2 separate regions of the Gossypium arboreum genome follow, and region 1 is linked to region 2. Evidence: chromatin contacts called from public Hi-C data. All regions are on one chromosome and are shown on one strand. The core of a region is the stretch at or near the end of the contact, and the rest is flanking DNA. Distances in the headings are between cores, read along the strand shown. Region 1 holds the start of LOC108474058 (F-box protein SKIP17). Region 2 overlaps LOC108472513 ((-)-kolavenyl diphosphate synthase TPS28, chloroplastic-like).

What was found. A called contact is a pair of places that touch in the nucleus more often than the background predicts.
Region 1: a contact with region 2 is called in a Hi-C map of leaf, with 1.9 times the contacts expected there. The contact joins the promoter of LOC108474058 here to the enhancer-like site in region 2. A contact is called at or near these places in 4 of 5 Hi-C or Micro-C datasets (all in leaf).

What each region holds. Positions count from the first base shown.
Region 1 is chr11:13,983,497-13,990,175 of ASM2569848v2, forward strand. LOC108474058 (F-box protein SKIP17) reads left to right here and starts at 1,457. Exons shown (of 13, transcript XM_017775946.2): 1 at 1,457-1,954; 2 at 2,027-2,202; 3 at 2,566-2,760; 4 at 2,851-2,961; 5 at 3,396-3,481; 6 at 3,552-3,673; 7 at 3,936-4,000; 8 at 4,105-4,177; 9 at 4,273-4,335; 10 at 4,423-4,487; 11 at 4,567-4,641; 12 at 4,780-5,051; 13 at 5,445-6,003. The coding sequence starts at 1,619. The coding sequence ends at 4,996. LOC108474059 reads right to left here. Exons shown (of 3, transcript XM_017775947.2): 3 at 6,070-6,230. The coding sequence ends at 6,147.
Region 2 is chr11:13,896,859-13,903,834 of ASM2569848v2, forward strand. LOC108472513 ((-)-kolavenyl diphosphate synthase TPS28, chloroplastic-like) reads left to right here. Exons shown (of 15, transcript XM_017774051.2): 15 at 242-709. The coding sequence ends at 481. Among protein-coding and RNA genes, the nearest start is that of LOC108472513, 11 kb to the left of the region's middle. Within about 2 kb of position 4,968, at least 2 of the 2 cell types and tissues checked have an H3K27ac peak or open chromatin away from gene starts, as enhancers often do. A contact at or near this core is called in leaf, where this site is marked.

The DNA of each region.
Region 1 (6,679 bases), core at 207-2,706, 83 kb after region 2:
TCATTTACACAACATTCACTTAGACATACCCAGCACACAATACTAAAAATACATAAACAACCATTTAAGACCTGAGTTCTGGAACTCACCTAAAGGTCAACGCCAAATTCATCTACTTAACTTTTCCCTTACTACCCGAGCCTCCGACTTACAAAACATCAACCATTTCAGAATTTCCAACAAAGATAATTCATTATTATAAGAACCATACTTTGTTTGCAAGCAAATGTCATTTAAATGATTATCCACAATCTTATCCAAAAAGAATAAAATTGATGGATAACTGAAATCCTTAACTTTCTTTCCTTTTCTTATATCCGTTCATATGAAGAGATTAGGAAACTTATCAGCTTACAAAATTTCCAGTTTCTTAGGCTCACACTTCAGTCTCTTCCCTCCATTCATAATGCTCTTCAACCCTTCTTTCTTCCAGAACAGACCAGAGAAGAAGATGAAAGAAGATTAGAAAAATGAAATAATAGCCTGGAGAACAACGTCTCTCTCTCTCTTATATAATACTCCCACACTTTCTTCACCGGTATCAATTCAACAACCAAGTGTATATATCCATAATCATCATGTGTCCCACTAAGAAACTTTCTAGTTCAAATGTAATCGAACTGTAGTTGAAATCCAATCTTTCCACAACTAGTTCGCAAATCTCTCTTATTTGCATTAGAGCCCAATCAATTTGTAAGTTTTTCAACTTAGTATCCAAAATCACCATTCCAACTTAAACTTAATATTTCGAGGTGTGACACCCGAAAAAAGGGCTTAGGTAAATTTTAAGGCCTGTTTTCTATATAGGTCGGGATTGGGCAAGATTTTTTTAGCCTGAGCTCATCTCGACCAAAATATATTATGTTATAAAAATAATTAAATTACTTATATCTATTAAGTAATAATTATATATATATATATATATATATATTTATATTTATATTAAATCACTAATACAGTAACAATTAAACCCATTAAGCAAAACCTAAAAAAAAATTACCCAACTAAATAACTAAAACATTTATTATATTTATTTGTGTTTTTAATATAATAAAAGATTTATTATATTTATGGTATCGCTTTTAATATAAATATTTTTTAATGTGTTAGAAAGTTTTTATTTTAACTTTAGTGTATTATATATTTTTAAAAATTTTATTTTAAAATAAAAATTAATATTAAAAATTAAATATAGATGAACCAAGATTAGAACCTAAATTTACCTTTTTAAATTAATCAAATACTGAGATGAATCAAGTCGAACCCAAATTTACTATTCTTAAATTAAATTGAGTTTAAATAAAAATAAACCTATTTTTGAACCGAGCAAATCTAAACTTAAAAATTTTAATTTATATACCTTGGATTTGATATAAACCCGACCCGACCCGACCCGACCCGACCCGACCCTTCAACATTTTTAGTCTGATCCATGACAAATACACACACGGTGGTACATCCACCATCCAAAAACATTATAACCCAGAAATCCTCCCACGTAAAGCGCCACGTGTCATCCAATCCTACCCTCCGCTCAATCTATCACCTTTAAAAAAAGATTCACCAATACTACTCAACCTTCTTTTCTCTCTCTCCCCTACATCCACCACCACTCGCTATGGATACCCTCCTCCACCCTTCAACAAGTTCCATGGCCAAACGCCCTTGCCCTTCTTCCGCCGAAAACCCTATGCTTCCTTCTTCCTTCTCTCAGATGGACAACCTCCTCCTCTCTTTCCTTTCTCTCTCCGATTCCTCTCCTCCTGTTTCCCTCGACCTTTCCTTCGACCGCCTCCTCGAATCTGCTCCTTCCGACGCTGATCAGTCTCTCCTGATCGATCGTGCTCACAATCTCGGTTCCCTTCTCCTCCGTGCCGCCAATCGCTCTGCTCGGAAACGTGCTTCGCTTCATAACTCCATCGCCTGGGCCCTCCCTCCTGATCTCACCATCAAGGTAAATACCATCTTCTTCCACATTTTTTCATCGACGGCTTTGATTTCCTTTTTTCGTGATTTTTTATTGCAGGTGTTTTCGATGTTAGATTCGCAGAGTCTTTGTTACGCCGCGGCAACGTGTTCGATGTTTAACAAGTGTGCCATGGATCCTTTGTGCTATGCCAATATTGACCTCACCACTGTCGTGCCTAAGGTTAATAATGCCGTTGTCTCCACCATGATCCAACGAGCCGGAAAATCGTTCCGGTAAGATTTCCTTCCATTTTTTTCGCTATTGCAATTCAACATTTAAATTAAGTAATAAATACAGGATCTTAAACCGATACTTAAGTTACCTTTTTCGTTGCAAAAAAGTGTTGTTATCGCTTATAATATCTTCAGTCTTGACATACTTTCTATAAAAAAAAAAATGGTCTTTGACATATTGAAAATATTTTTACAGAGTTCATTAATTAGTAACTCAGAAGTTGTTCTTGCCATTTCCTTTATATTATATATTATGAAAAAAGATTAATGTGACTTAGTATTAGCTAGTTGATTTGTATTTAAATGTGGTTGTTTATTTTGCTATATTTCTTCTTACTTACCATGTTTTGAATGGTTATTTAGATCTCTTAAGCTTGGAATTGTACCTGGCCCAACGTCGTCTCCTGGTTCCTGCCAACCATTGGTTTATAGCATCAGGAATTCTGTAGATGTATCTAGCTTTTCTTGGAACGACAAAAAGACCAGGCAAGGGAAGGAATCATCTATTCTTACAAGGTCCTGCTTATACCCATTAAGTGGGGACAATGGTGCCGCTGGGTATGGTTGAATGCATTGACTTCTTGTTTAGAATGTGATTTATGTAATAAGTTCATTTTGTTCTTATCATTTGGTATTTTCATTTGTAAGGACTCTTTTGAGGAGGTTGCATCTTTACAATATTGAAAGAATGGACAATGCATCATTTTGTGTGGCATTAGCTGCTTGCCCTTCTTTACTTGATTTGGAAATTGTTGGCCTGTAAGTGTCTCTATTTAAGCTGGTTTTACATTTCTCAGCCCTACCGTTTTGCCTTTTCCTTTCTTCTCTGTTGGCTTGAGCATGCAGTATGGCGCTATAGCAGCTGGATGATATAACAAGCGGTAAAAACTTACAACTTTAAAGTTGTTCCTACATATGGAAAAATATGGAACGACAAATCAAAGAAAAAAACAGTCACAAAAAGATTGATTTTCCATGTGCACAAACATAAATATGCATACTGATGTCAATACTAAATGTAACATTCTGTATTAATTAAAGAAGTACTTCTATCCTTGTGTTTTGTTAGTTTTAATGCAATTTGCTTTGCAATTATTTGTGATACCAGTATTGTTTTAGCAGAGTAGCTGATTCTTTTTTTTTCTTCTTTGTTTAACTTTCAAATTTGTTCAATCACCCTCCTTTTGATGCAGTCATGTTGAGCTGAGGCAAACTCTGATATCAGTGAGCTCAAATTGTCACTTGATAGAGCGTTTATTCTTCGAGTCTTCTAAAACAGGTATGGACTCTCTTCATGAGTGTGTCTTTAAGTGCTCTAACACACCTGCTCAAAGTTCATGATAATGCAGGAAGGGATGACAGCTTGAAATCGCCGACATGTGTGGATTTGGTGAACAATTGTCCTAATATTTCTTCTTTGTCGCTGAGAGGTTTTAAACTTCAGGATTATAAAGTTCGCATTCTTGTTAAGGTATGCACTTGTTTTATGTTGTTAAGGTTTTTTTTTTGGCCAGAGTTGCTAAGTTGTGATTGACATATAATCTCAATGATTTGAAGGTATTAGGAAGGGTCGGGTTGCATAAATATCTTGACTTCTGGTCGAGTGGGTGTTGTATGCCTGGTAGAGTTGTGATTTTATTTGATTATGTTGCAATGAGCAATGGTCTTAAATATTTGTTATAAATTTGATCTGAATGTAAATTGAGAAGTTTAATCCTTCATATTACTTGCAGGGATTCCGGAAACTTAAATATGCTGATTTTTCAACTTCTTACTTGATCAGCGGAACATTTTTGAGGTCCATGCAGCTCTTTTCAACCCTACCTAGGAAAATCCTTTAACATCCTGTTTTTGCAACTTACCTTTTGTGCATTATGAGATTTTTGTTCTACTTTTAATCAGGAATTTGGGAAGTGGCTTTGGTGGGAATCTACTAGAGGTTTTAATTTTAAGGGACTGCATGCATCTCAAAGAGGTGAGGTCTGAACCTAACCTCCTACCTCTTCCCCTAGAGCGAAGCTTCCCCTCTGTCTCAGTCTGTCTCTCTCCAGTCTGACTTCTCATGTGCAGGTGGAAGTTGCTCGGTTCTTGACAGCAGTTCTTGCAGGAGATTTTAAGTTCCTTCGATATCTTGTGAGTAAAATTGATAGGTGACTAGCATTTCCATAATCCATTTTGATGCTGAATCTGGTTTTGACTCTGGCTACCTCCATCCCGTAGGACATATCTAATAGGGAAGGTTTAGCTTCTGAAGGTGACTGGTATCAGAGATCTTACAACTCGAGGTAAATAAATTCTGTGAGACTGCTAAACTGCTGATATTGCTTTATGTTTTACTAATATCTAATGTTGTGTATTCTGCAGCATTATTCCCTTAAAGCAGGTTTTGGAAGTAAGACCAAATATTTGTTTGCTGGCCGAGTTTCCATCAGAAGGATGGTATGGTCTATCCTTAAACTAATTTAGTGGTTACTTCATTTTCTTAGTGTTTTTGTTCTGAAATAAATATTTTAAGATAACTTGAAAGGTGCTGGGAAATGAAATTTGATTTTGACTTGGGTTTCTTTGTCCTTGCAGCTATATTGACATAGACCACATGTTTGATAGTGATGTTAACAGTGAAATCAGTCTGCCATCCCAACTGAGTAGTCATACATCTGATGGTTCATTGCTTATGAGTTCATCAGAGAGCAGCTATAATAGTGATCAGGGTAGCGGTAATGAGGAGTATCAAGTTTCGGGTTTTGTAATTTATGAGGAAAGCTCAGATGAGGTGGATTTTCTGGTTGTCTAGAAGAACTGCCATGCTAAGCGGGATGAAATTTGCTGTCACTAAATAACTGGCATTGGTAATCTCCTTTAGATTTTGAAAATGATTAACCAGCTAGTTGATAGATTGTTTAGCTTTGCCAAATACTTCTCATATTTCTTTCTCACCATTGGGAAGAGTATTGATGCTTCCATGTTCATGAACAACAGATTTTATAGATTTGCTTGTTGACAACTAGGAATGGTTTATATTCTGAAATTATCATGGTTGACAACGTTTGCCTATCAATGAGAAGAGTATTGATGCTTGACAAAGTCGTCTATCAAACTGAAACTGCTAGATGTTGACTCATAGTAACTCTTGATATTAGGGAGAATTTCTGGGTATTAAAGAATACAAAAGAATGATATAGGAAATAGTGATGTTCCTGTAAATTGAATGAATGTCTGTTTTGACAAGGTGTGTTTTTTAGCAGGAGGGAGGCTTTTTCAGGGTGGAAGCTGAACAGGTGGACAAAATACGAATTGCATTGTGACTTGTGAGCGGCAGTATATCATCCTTATTGTCCTTTATGATAATCCGCTGCTGCTGACATAGCCGATGCTGCTTTCATCCACTTCACTGAGTTTGTTATCATCATAAAAGAAAAGGCTAAAGCCTCTGGGGACCTTTTGTTCCCCCTCTTTGTACCCGCTACTTCAACAGCAGCTATAAACATAAGTAGATGATGGAAGCGGGCAAGGGCAGTCCACGCTCAAGCTCTTGCTGTTGAAATTTGTATGGAATGTGGCCTTTGTTGAAATGTTTGTTTCGCCAATTGCCGAAAGGAATTTGTAGATGGCAAAGCGAAATGGATTGGATAAATCTTTCGATTCTCTTTCTAGGCTGTAGCAAACCATTTTTACTTTTGGTCAGCCTATAATTGCTCCTCGTCAGTTGTCACAGTTACCATCATCTCAACACCTCTGGTTTATGAGCTCTCTCTAATTGTCGTATAAAAACTTTTAAACATTTATTGTTTATCACAACAATATCAATCTTGTTAATGTCATGATTTTTTAAGCAAATAAATTTTAAAAAATAGTAATGATTAGGGCTTGATGTTAACTAGCACCTTGATTCAATAAACCATAAATGGAACATCTACATACATACAAGCAGAGAATCTGGGGAATCATTGATTCTTGCTCATTCCAAATGTATCTTCTACACCATTCTCCACCCTCTCTCGTCGCTCGGCTATCATTTCCATATAAGCCTGACATAAAAATAAAGGTTTAAAATTTTAGTGTTTTCCCGTAACAAAACATAAAAGCTCCGACAAGTAGAATATACAGTATACATGTGCATGACTAAAGCTCTTAACAAGTCCAGGCAACCTATTGTTTGTAAATTTCGCAAAATTTCCAATGATGCCTCAGATTTAGAAGTCAAAACCATAGGCATTTCCATATTTAAAAAAAAAAAAAAAAACCTTCTTTTCTAAGATGTAGTCAGTAGATCTTGGCTTAACCAGGCTTTAATCTTTATAGGTTTAATTCTAAAAGATGTTTTGTTCTAGTTCAACTGCAAGAAACTTCATCAATAAAGGACAACCAAACTGGGAAGACAATTTGTCAGTAACTTGCGTGCTATCGAAATATCTACAAAATTTAATTTATTTATTTATTTTTTGCTCATATGATGATAAGGGAAAGAAACTATAAT
Region 2 (6,976 bases), core at 3,718-6,217:
TATAATGAAATGAGTATAACATGCCCACTTATATATACCAAGTGAATCTAATCCCGATGCATGCAACTATCTTTAAGGGATGGTATGATATCCACTAAATTTGAATATTTGTTACATGGGATATGATTAATTTTGGTCTTCTGCTGCATAAATATCTCATTCCATTTCGACTCTAAGAACTAAGCAACATACCCATACGGCTTCATGCATATTTAATTACTTTTACCGTCAACTGTTTCAGGTGCACGTCAATGGCTGCTACAATAATGAAACAGAGAACAACATAACCCGGGAAATAGATTCCAACATGCAAGAGCTCGTTCAGTTAGTACTGCAAAATCCCTCGGCCGCCGATGACCAAAACTCAGAATTCAAGCAAACATTTCTTACGGTGGCACGGAGTTTTTACTATGCTGCACACTGTGACTTAGACACCATCACATTTCATATTGCTAAAGTACTCTTTGAGAAAGTACGCTGATCTCATCATCATATCAAATTCCCCCTTTTTTTAAGGTAGATATGATGATCACCATTAACTCCATTTATGTGTAAAGCAGGCTGTAAAAAATGTAGTAGTATATAAATAAAAAATATATATATAATATGATTTCAAGGGCGACAGAAAAAAAAGTAGCAAATCTTTTTAGTTTTGAAGTAAAAGAAATAGACAATGATAAAAAGCAATGGCTCCTTGCCTTTGACAAGATCCTTTTTTGGTCGAATTACTATACAAAATATCTGGTTTGTCAGCTTATTAATTCCATCACTTGAAAAAGTCAGTGATAAATGAAATGGCAATACCCAAAAATGAACATTAATTTTATCATTTGCAAAACCCAAAAGGGAAAAGAAATATTTTATCAACAATTGATGATTAGTATAAAGCTAGAAAAAGTATAATCTGATTTTGAACAACATTGGTATTGGTAAAACATATAGATTTTACCAAATAAAGCATGCTTATATGTCCCTCTCTATCTCTTTCCACCCACCGACATCAATGAAATGAATATAATTATGGTCTTAATTGTGACATTCCTCAATCTAGCTAGATATGAAGTTAGTATCGGTTAAGAGAAAAGTAAACCAAAGATCATTGTTCCTAGGAAGCAAGACATTTGATCCTAGGATGACAAAGGAACCACAACCTTTATTTAAAAGAAATACTTATGGCACCCAAAATGACCAATGGACCAGTCCATAATACAACAACAGAGTTTTGGACAAATTTAGATGGTGGTACATCTAGTTAACCACATTGAATAAAGTGTTTCACCTCCTTTGAGCTTTTGTTGTGACATAACCCTCCTCCTAAAGTATACCAAAGATGGCAGACAGCATCAGATTTGAAACTACATGATAAGGTTTGGTGCTTCTTTCAATGTGAGGTGGGCATTCAAACATCCCACACACTTTGATTTCTGATTTGAAATTAGTAATTCAAAATCTCAAATTCCCACTACATTTAACCTAGCTACATCATAATACTGCTCTCTTCAAATTTAAATCCAAACAATTCTTCATATATCTATTAATTGCCATTTCTTTTATGAAAAAAGAAGTTTCATCATGTTGGTATTAATGGAAAATTTCATGACACTTAAAATCTTAGTGAATTGAGAAAGGATTGTACACGTTTAATAGTTTAATGAAACATTAATAATTTCATCCAAAAATTAAATTAAATGAAAATAAAAATCTTAAAATTCAGAATAAAATTACTAATATAATATTAAACTATTAAAAAAATAATATTCATATTTCATATTTCATATAATTCTTCCTCCAATAGATTAAAGTGTTTTAAGAAATAACAAGTATTAGTTCCATCTTATACCTCTATCATTGGTGCGTTATCCAAAAGGCATTGAGATGTAGACAAGTAGTATGTATTTCTTTGGATGCCACTATAACAAATAAGTGCTGGTTAAACTTGTAAAAGTTATTTTAGATGAAGCAAATTGCTTGACTAAATATTACCTAGTCACTAATCCCACATTTTCTCTCCAAGTAGCAAATTTTGACTTCTAGTCTTCCACCTAATTTCTATGTTATTTGATTTATTTTGTCGGTTTGTCAGTTGCAACTTGTTAAAATGTTGGGTTGGTTGGTTTGAAATTTTGAAAAGATTTATATAAAAATATTAGATTTAAATAAAAATTATATTTATTTAAAAATGGTCGAGTTAAATTTTTAATATTCAAAGTTTAATTTTATTTAAATTAATTTATTTTCAAGTTTATAATATGATACTTTTTCTTCTATTTATATATTATGCAGCTTTTATCATACAAATTAAATATATTATACCATAATATAAATAGTAAAATGTATGTTAAATTATTTATATTTAGAAATTTAATAAAAATATTAATAATAGTAAAAATTATATAATTAATAAGCAACTATATATCTTATTTGATATTTAGCTCAAACCTAATTCAATATGAATATTATGAACAATTCTACTTGCGACACTATTCTTAACACAAATGTATGGAGATCATAACTTTACTCACGCTCAATTAATAATGCTTTTAAGTGCTAAAAGGTGTTTTTTAATCCCAAAAACAATGTCAAACACTTGGATTTTAGTGTTAGAAAGTATAATACCCTTATACTTGACTCAATTGTTGTGTCCAGTTATCAAGATGTTATATTCGTTGTCGGAATCATTATAGTCTAATTCAAATAATTTTAAGTGTCTACATAATTAATTTGAGTCAATATATGTTTCCTATATGTTTCATATTTATTTTCGAGTTTTATATGGTTTATAATAGCTTTCTACACAATCTAAGGTCGAACAAGGATTGAAATGCAAAATTTTGGGATAACATCGCAACGTAGGGGTTCAACATGCGACGTCACTTACTGACTTCACTTATTCAATTTGGTCCCTACACACCAATTTCATGTCATAAGAAATTTAGATTATTTTCTCTGTTGGTCCTTATTTTTTCTCATGTTTATACTTCATTTCCCCAAATTTCAAATAATTATACTTGAACCTCAAAACTTTTTACATCTTTATGATTTAATCCTTACTTTAGTTTAGTATACTACAACATACTTTTCAATTTAACTTTCTTTGATTATGCTCAACCTTCTCTTTTATCACTTTCATTTTCTTATTTTACTTTATCAAGAAATCAATTGTACATTATCTCAATTTATAATTGCTTTTAAAATATAAAAAATTTAGGGTTGTTACAAAAAGCGTTGTCAAAAATTGATTTTCCACGACTTAGGTGCTTTTGACTTTTGCATTTTGAAGTACAATTATAAAAATATCCTGATTTATATTAACCATTTAAAATGTATTTAAAATTTTAGATTAATTTATATTTTATGTATCATTATATTAAACTATTTAAATATGATTTATCATTATATTAAATATTTAAATATCATTTATTATTGTATTAAAATTTATAAAATATTTCATGTATTATTAAATTTACAAATTACAAAGAAAGTATTTAAAATATATATTTAATGTACAATTATATTGAACTATTTAAATATTGTGTAAATTTATTTATTTATTAAGTTCCAACATTATGTCTAAAATGAATATTTTAACTTTCTACAGTAATTTTTGACAGCAATGACAAACACTTGAAATTAACAAACCATACTATTTCAAAACACTTTTTCCTATTGAACAAAAAACCCGATATGAAATAAGGAGTTAGACCGAATGACCAATAAATCAATACAAACCAAATTAAAAAATTAGTCGAGTTGATGATTAATCAGGTTAAACCAATTTTTCCTATTTCTAATATTTTATTTTATATTTTTAAAATTTTAAAATAATTTATTCAATTGAATAAAAAAACTTGATTAAATTAGTCAAAGTAGAAACTAGTGATCTAATCAATTCAACCACCGGTACCATTTTGAAAGTTTTACAAATTAAACTTTTTAATACCCTTAAATTGGGTTACAGTTTCCCATACTAAACTGAAAAGAAAAAAAAAACTATAATAATGATGATGATGATGATGATAAACGCTCAACAACTTGGGGTTGAGTTGAGGCAGAAAACAGGAGGAGGACCACATGAGTAATAATCAAAGGGATTGCGAACCGCACAGCAGAATCGAGATCTACTAATTTGTACGGAGCAGAGAACCTGGAATTGACAATGGATAGCTAAAATGTAGGAATCAGGATCCTAAAGCAAGTCTACGACTACGCATGCACACAATTCTCTAACGGCTTTATTTTTTTGGTTAATTCCTTATGGGTTGGCAAGGGCATCATCAGCTCTTCTCATTGTTTGGCATTTTCTGGAATCATGAAAAAGCGAAAAAGGAAGCAGCAGTGCACCAGTTGACAGTATGGAGTTAAAGTTGAAATTATTCCTCCATGCCATGTCGGCTACAAAACAATGTTATGGAGAACTCCAGTACCAAATGTTGACACGAAAGCAAGAACCCATAGAAAAGCAGAAAGGAGTGAAGTTGAACCCTGGTTTGGACGAAAACCCATTTTAGTAATCATCAAACCCATGTCTGCTCAGCTGCTTTGTGAGTGGTTCAGCATTTCTTTCTTGAATAAGACGAGGGCACGTGAGCACCCTCATCTTCCTTGTTTCTCTGTTGTCCAAGCGGCCAACATGCAGATGAGGCCGGACCCATCTCGCCCCCACAACATTCTAACTTATGGCCAACTTCTTCCTGGGGCCTCCACCATTGTTGCCCCATTTTGGACCACACACCAGAAAACCCATATTCTTCGATAAAATACGGTAAGTGTTACTAACTTTTGGTCCTGTCAACTTTTGTTCATGATTGACAACGATGCAAATCTTTACTAGAATAACCAAACAACTTTTTTGCTTCAAAAACTATACCCATACACACAATTGGTTTTCAAAGAAGAGATGCGTTGGATTTTTCGGCTCATGATAATAGTGTTGATTGCTTTCATGGTGTGCCTGTGTGCATGTACCCCACAATTCTGAAAAAAGCCACACGTTGGGCAAGTGGCGAACCCTCTTCAAATGAGCATCGAAAGGGAACTCTAGGAATGGAAATGTTATAAACACAGTTGAACTCTCCATAAAGTGGTTCTCGGTTGATATGCTAGCTTAAAGGGGAGCTCTAAGAATCTAATCTTAACTTTATAAACATGCAATGCTGGATATATAACAGATCAGCATGCGCTTTTAATGATGAAAACTGCAAATCTAGAGAGAGATCTGCTGAAAGGAAAACTCAAAAGCATCTTAATTTGAAGATATGACAATATATAAAAGTGTCGATATATATATATATATATAACATGTATTAAATACCTTAAAACACAATTATGACATGAGATATGTGAACACTATAAATACATGAATTACCAAATCAATATAAAAAGTAAAACAACAATGGAAGTTACAAAAATACAAGGGACAGTGAAAGACCACATACAGAGCACCGAGTGAATTCATTACTAAGAATATGATATTGGATATCACGTTTGACATACCTAAAGCTCTCTTATGTCCCACCTCTGTATTTCAAGAAAAAAACATGACCATGTTGTGATGCATCACCATCAGAAATAGTTTGGAGAAATTCCGTGGATAACGGATCTAATCACACTCCAATTCATCAGGTGTAACTGGACGTTTTAGGGGGATGATTTGACTTCTTTATAACATCTCTAGATAAAGCTTTCCTCATATCTCTAAAAGAAACCACAAAATGAAAATGTAAGAGGCAGTATACTTGGACCAAAAAAGAAAAAAACAAAGTACTAGTTGGACATCCAAATCCACTTACCTAGCCCAACTTCCTCTCCAGAACAATAGCATAGTACCCGTCTGTATATTACATATCCAAGATGTAGAAATGAAAAGGTCGGTGAGCCTTTCTTGCATTTATACACATTTCCATACACAAACATATGCAGGACATGAGAGAGCATCATTGTGAAAACTGGCACTTTTGGAAGCATTTTTCCATTGAAACAATTTGGTTTAATGGATATGTTCAAGAAATTTCATATTTGACATGCACAATATCGAGAACCCTCTCCAAATCTCTGCCACTGTCCTTCTATGGAAAAATATAAGCATCCTGGCAAGTTCAAAGTTTAGGACAGGGCCTATTTTCCCTCCTACCATGAGCAAGCATGGATGTATTATCAGGCATATAAACTAGGCTGTTGAAGAGTTGATAGAAGTTAACTTGACAAGAATGAAAGACATGGCAGCCAAGCTGAATGTACATGCAAAATGCTATGGAAAAAGAGAAACAGGGTGGAGTTAACAAACATGTTCAAGACTAGGACTTTCTATTCGAATGCCCCTTATCCAATTCAATAGGTTTCAGATAAAACTTATTGACTTGCAATTAAAATTTCCCAGTAACAGCATACTTGTTTGAAGGAGAAACCTGGAGATTGATGACATTCTTCATGATAGTCTTGTATTATATTCGCTCATTACAAATTAAAAAAAGAAACAGAAAATGCAAGTAAAGTCGGATAACAACATATTGTATCACGTTCATTGCTTCAAATGGTATAGATTCCATTGTGATCTAACTTGCTCGAGACTTTAGAGAAGACAATGTCTTGAAACGGTATTAATTTTAAATTTAACAGCGTAAAAACTCATTAAGTAGATAATTTCTCCAGGACAATGACAAGATAAGTTTGCATTAAAGAATTTATTTAATTATCTAAGATGCCAAAAAGTAAAAAGGAGGACTGAAATTTAAGGAATTACAAAATTCATGCCACTCTTGAGACCAAAAAAAGAGGTCTAACATCAATCTGATATGATAAAAGACTACGAAAACCAATTTTAATTATATGTGCATTCACCCCTTCTTGAGTTCTGCTAAAATATAAGAACTAGAGATAATTTACAAATGCGATCAGCATCTCTTTATAATGTCAAAATTTTCTGAAACTCACTGCTGGCATTGCTCCATTCCCAGTAGCATGAACTAAGCTTCTGATA